Linked DNA regions of Pan troglodytes: region 1 is linked to region 2. The links are chromatin contacts, called in public HiChIP or PLAC-seq maps. All regions are on one chromosome and are shown on one strand. The core of a region is the stretch at or near the end of the contact, and the rest is flanking DNA. Distances in the headings are between cores, read along the strand shown.

Evidence for each region. HiChIP or PLAC-seq counts read pairs in DNA pulled down with a chosen protein or histone mark.
Region 1: an H3K4me3 HiChIP or PLAC-seq map of stem cell-derived excitatory neurons shows a contact between it and region 2, with 4 times the contacts expected there. The contact joins the promoter of TRPC4AP here to the promoter of ACSS2 in region 2. A contact is called at or near these places in 1 of 7 Hi-C or Micro-C datasets (stem cell-derived neural progenitor cells) and 1 of 1 datasets of contacts at active chromatin or transcription factors (stem cell-derived excitatory neurons).

Annotation. Positions count from the first base shown.
Region 1 is chr21:41,326,991-41,329,690 of NHGRI_mPanTro3-v2.0_pri, reverse strand. It overlaps TRPC4AP (transient receptor potential cation channel subfamily C member 4 associated protein), which reads left to right and starts at 1,330. Exons shown (of 19, transcript XM_514600.9): 1 at 1,330-2,160. The coding sequence starts at 1,993.
Region 2 is chr21:41,110,427-41,113,126 of NHGRI_mPanTro3-v2.0_pri, reverse strand. It overlaps ACSS2 (acyl-CoA synthetase short chain family member 2), which reads right to left and starts at 1,395. Exons shown (of 20, transcript XM_016937745.3): 1 at 1,295-1,395. The coding sequence starts at 1,322.

The DNA of each region.
Region 1 (2,700 bases), core at 81-2,580, 220 kb before region 2:
GTCAAAAGTTTAGTTCTCAGCTCTCCCTTATCTGAGGTTTGCCGATCAGCAGATCCATTTGGTGGGGGTTTGAGTTTCTAAGAAACAACACTCAGGGACAAATTTTAAGATGTTATATTCAGTTTCTATAGGGAACAAAATATCTCCTGACTGTAACTTCTTTGGCTATTTTTTTTTTTTTCTGAGATGGAGTCTCATCCTGTCATCAAACTGGAGTGCAGTGGCGTGATCTCGGCTCACTGTGACCTCTGTCTCCAGGGTTCAAGTGATTCTCCTGCCTCAGCCTCCCAAGTAGCTGGGACTACAGGTGCATGCCACCACGCCCAGCTAATTTTTGCATTTTTAGTAGAGATGGGGTTTCACCATGTTGGCCAGGCTGGTCTCGAACTCCTGACCTCATGATCTGACCACCTCGGCTTCCCAAAGTGCTGGGATTACAGGTGTGAGCCACTGGGATTACAGGTGTGAGCCACTGCGCCCGGCTGAGTTTATTTTTGTATAATGTGAGAGATGAGGATCCAGTTTCATTCTTCTGCATGTGGCTTGCCAGTTATCACCAGCTGTTGAATAGGGTGTCCTTTCCCCACTTTATGTTTTTGTTTGCTTTATCGAAGATCAGTTGGCTATAAGTATTTGGTTTTATTCTGTGTTCTCTATTCTATTCCATTGGTCTATGTGCCTATTTTTATACCAGTACCATGCTGTTTGGGTGACTATGGCCTTATAGTATAGATTGAAGTCAGGTAATGTGATGCCTCCAGATTTATTCTTTTTGCTTAGTCTTGCTTTGGACATGCAGGCTCTTTTTTGGTTCCATATGATTTTTAGGATTCTTTTTTCTAGTTCTATGAAGATGGATGGTGAGTCTACTCCTTTTAGATGGGGTGTGAGGATGGTAATCATAGTGCCAGTTCACCTGGGAGAGTCACTTTCATGCCTACCGTCCCGGTGTAATTATTTATTGTGTCTTTTCATTCTTTAAAGTGTTCTGGTTTGAGCAGTAAGTTACAGTCATCTTAGTTATGAGTCACAATCTTCACCATTCCCTGTTATATCACACTTATCACACTTAGCTCTCCTCTTTCATTTTTATTACAGGCCCCCTGCTAGGAAGGGAAAAAGTGTGTGTGTGTTGGGTGGGGGGAGTCAGTGCCATCCTGCCACAGAAGTTAGCTGAAAAAATGAGTATTTGGGGTCATGGTAGAGATAACATGCTAGCTGGTGGATAGAAATTAGGACAGGGTTTTCATCTGACAGAGAATATGATGTCACAATTTACTAATCCCTTTCCCTTCCATTATTTAATTTCACAACAACCTATCCAGTTACACAACTTATCCAGTTTGAGACTGCGTTTCTTTGTGTATGGATCTGCTGTCTTCCCCTGTAACCTGCATTTCGTGATAAAGGATCCCAGGCCGTTCTGCTCACCACTGTATCCCAGACACCCTCCCTTTCCCCTAGACATGGTTTGGTGTCGGGCGCAGAGAAAGCCCCAGGAACTACGATTGATCAGGCTCCCAGAATCTATAGATGGAGTGACCTGACGAGGACACAGGCGCAGTGGCAGAGCGCGATGACTTGGTCGACGTCCGCGGTGAGTCACGTGTAGAAAGAAGCAGGCAGGAAGCGGACTCGAGGGCCTGACTCCTGACCTGAAGCCCAGGATCATTTCTTGGCCAGCTGCCTGCATCCTGCCCAAATCGGCGAGAGAAATGGGAGAATGTGGACCTTGGGAGATTTCGCCGAAATGCTGGGCCCGGGGGCCAGAGAAACCGGCAGTGCAGGAAAGGCCACATCTCTTTTCCCACCTACCCCGCTGCCGCGCAAGACTACAATTCCCAGTAGCCTCCACGCCGCGCACGGTCCCTGCCACGCGGCTTGCGCCTCCGCCGACGGCCCACTGGGGGCGCTGCGGCGACCCCTCCGCCGCCCCGTAGAAATCTCCGCGGCCCCGAGGCCGCCTGCTTCCTGTTTGTCCGACGAGGAGACATGGCGGCGGCGCCGGTAGCGGCTGGGTCTGGAGCCGGTCGAGGGAGACGGTCGGCAGCCACAGTGGCGGCTTGGGGCGGATGGGGCGGCCGGCCGCGGCCTGGTAACATTCTGCTGCAGCTGCGGCAGGGCCAGCTGACTGGCCGGGGCCTGGTCCGGGCGGTGCAGGTACGAGGCTGGACCAGGAGGGGCGGGGCGGGGCGGACCAGGCGGGAGCTGGCGGGGGGCCGGGGAAGAGGCCTTTCCAGGCTGCCGCTGGACGGGCCAAAGCCCTTTTGGCTGGCCGCAAGGCCTCCCTGTGAGCTGCCCGGACGCTCTCAGCCGCAGCGGGGCCGTGGGAAGCAGCTGGCTTGATGTCCCTTGTCAGGGGCCGAGCGGGGCTGGGCTGCTGTGGACACTGATGGCGTGTACGAACCCTGGGCCCAGTTTCTGGATCCTCCCTTCTTTGCGCCACGTCTACACGTCTGGGGGACCCTGTCGTGTTTGTTTTAGCCTCTGTGGGCCTCGAGTTTATCCCGTGTATTGGGCGTGGGGGAGGGGGTCATCATTGCAGCCCCCAAACGGTTCCCAAGCGTTTCATAAATGTCATTTTCTCAGGCCTTTCCTTGACACTCTTTCCTTCCCCTTTCTAAAGTAGGTCCCCATTGTTATTCTGTCACAGCCGCGAATTCGTTTCGTTTACATTACTTTCTTAGTCTATAATTTCGT
Region 2 (2,700 bases), core at 146-2,645:
TCGAGGGATAGGGGTGGAGCTGACTTGCCGGAAGGAGTGACGCCGTCGAGTGAAAGCAGAAGGGGCGGGGCAGGGTGTGACAAGGGAGAGGGTGGAACCGTGGAGTGCCAAGGGAGGGGCGGGGCCAGGCGGGACAGGAGAGGAGGTGGGCCCATGGAGTGATGGGGAGTAACCCGGCTGGTTGTGACAGGAGAGGAGGCAGAGCCATGGAGTGACCAGAGTGGGGTGGGGTCTTGGAGTGACAGATAAGGGGTTGGGTTAGGGCAAGGATCGAAAGGGAAAGGGATGGACTAAGGAGAGGAGTTGAGTAAGGTCCATCGCGGAGCCGCCCCGTGATCTGATTGCACAGTCCTATCACCAGTTCCTTCCAGGTGACACCCTTCCCTCCAGGTCCCCCCTCTCTCAGCCACACCCACATTCCCGTCCTCCGGAAAAACTTCTCCCATGACCTTGAGGGCATGCTCTGGCGACAGCATCTCCTCTCTGTTCACCCTGGAACCAGCTCAGATTTTCTCCCTCTTATGAGGACATGTCTTCAATCTCCTTGCCTTCACAAATCTCCATCCAGATCTAAAGTACAAGACTCAATAAGTGAAGACTAGGAGACACCTTCAGGTTTTTTGTAATAAGCCCACCTCCTAATTGCACAAATGGCAAACCCAGGAAAGGGAAGGAACTGGTGCACAGTCAGAGAGCAAATAACGACCAAGTTAGGGCCAAAGCTAGGTTCTTTGACTCCAGATTTGGTTTTACTTCCTCGTCAGGCTTGAAGCTAAGGCTTGTAAAATATCAAAGTCTGTGCAAATAGGAAAAATCATTCACATTCTCTTTATTGTTGTTGTTTTTGTTTTGAGATGGAGTCTCTCGCTCTGTCGCCCAGGCTGGAGTGCAATGGCACGATCTCGGCTGACTGCAACCTCTGCCTCCTGGATTCAAGCAATTCTCCTGCCTCAGCCTCCCGAGTAGCTGGAATTACAGGTGCACACCACCACGCCCAGCTAATTTTTGTATTTTTAGTAGAGATGGGATTTCACCATGTTGTCCAGGCTGGTCTTGAACTCCTGACCTCAGGTGATCTGCCCGCCTTGGGCTCCCAAAGTGCTAGGATTACAGGCGTGAGCCACCACACCTGGCCCACATTCTCTTCTTTCCTTCACAATCTCTTTACTCCACCAAGGGAAACCCCCACCACCACCACCACAACCTGGGCTTAATTACCTCTAGCTTCTCTCTAGCCCCTCCACCCCAGAAAGAAGTCAGGCAGGACCCTCCTCCATCTCTCACCTGCACTCACCACGAAGAAGTGCCCACCTCACCATCATTTCACAGACTGGCTGTCAAGGCAGGAAGGATTCTTAAATATCTAACTCCAAGAGTGATTCTGAGGCCTGAAGCGGGCAGCTCCCACCTCCTGAAGCCTACACAGGCCTTGTGATGCCATCTAGCCCAGCCTCCCTTCCCAGCTACTTCCCTGCTCTTTGCCCAGCTGACCGTAAACCTTGCACACCCTAAGCTGAAAAAAAAATCTCTCTATGGGAGACCGAGAGTCTGCCCAATCCCGAGGAGGGCGGGAATCTCAGGGCCCACTGAAGGAGTACAGACCTCTTGGGGTGGACATAGACCCCACCAAGGGGTCAGATACTTTCATCAAGGAGATATTCACTGCACCGAAGGGACACACACTTCACTGACAGTACATGGACTCCACTAAGGGAGCACAGATGTTGCTGGGGGTTCTCAGATCTGACTGAAGGGCCCTGGGCCCTGCTAATAGGACATGAATGGCTTTGAAGGGCACTTACCCTAGTGAGGAGACATGGATTTCCCCTAAGAGATACAGAGGATATAGACTTTACTAAGGAGACGTGGACCCTACCAGAGGACTCAAACTCCAGTGAGGAGCTGCCAACTACACTGTGGGAGTGGACATCACTGAGAAGGTGCAGACCTCATCAAGTGGGGAAGGGTCCCACCAGAGGGATTAGACCTCAGGGTAGTGTAATAGACCCTACAAACATCACTGAGGAGATAAGAACTCTCTGGGGTGGGGAAAGGCACAGACAATGGGTACACGTTTTGGTGATAGACTGTTACCCTCCCTGGGCACTCTTACCACACAGCTCTGAGTAGCCCTCTCCTTCCTATCCTCTCTCCCAAGTCCTACACCCAAACCCCAGAGCTGTTCCCGACACACTGCTTCCCCCTCTTGTCTATAGTTGCTACTGCAGCTGCTGTGTATATAGTAGATTTTTCAAGCACTTCAGGCCATCCCTGAGACTGGTCTGGGGTTGGGAAGAGAAAGGATGTGTGTATAGAGGCTTCACCAGCCCCCCTCTCTTCCTGTGGACTTCACAATGAAAGTTTGGAACAGAGACCTCGTAAAAGAAGGAACCTCCCTCATCCTTGGATATGGAGAAGTTCGGAGTGGAGAGAGGATGGATGAGTTTGGAGGGAATGAATCTACCAGATTAAGGCAATGATGATGATGATGATGATGATGCCATTTATTGAGTAGGTGCCAAGCCCTATACTAATCGCTTTCCATTCTGTTACTTAATCCTCATGACAACCCTCTAAAATGGGTACTATTATTCTTTCCATTTCACAGATGGGGAAACTGATAGAGAGACTAATTGTCTTGCCCAAGATTACACAGTGTTTGAGCGGTAGCAGAATAGAACCCAGACATCCAGAATATGG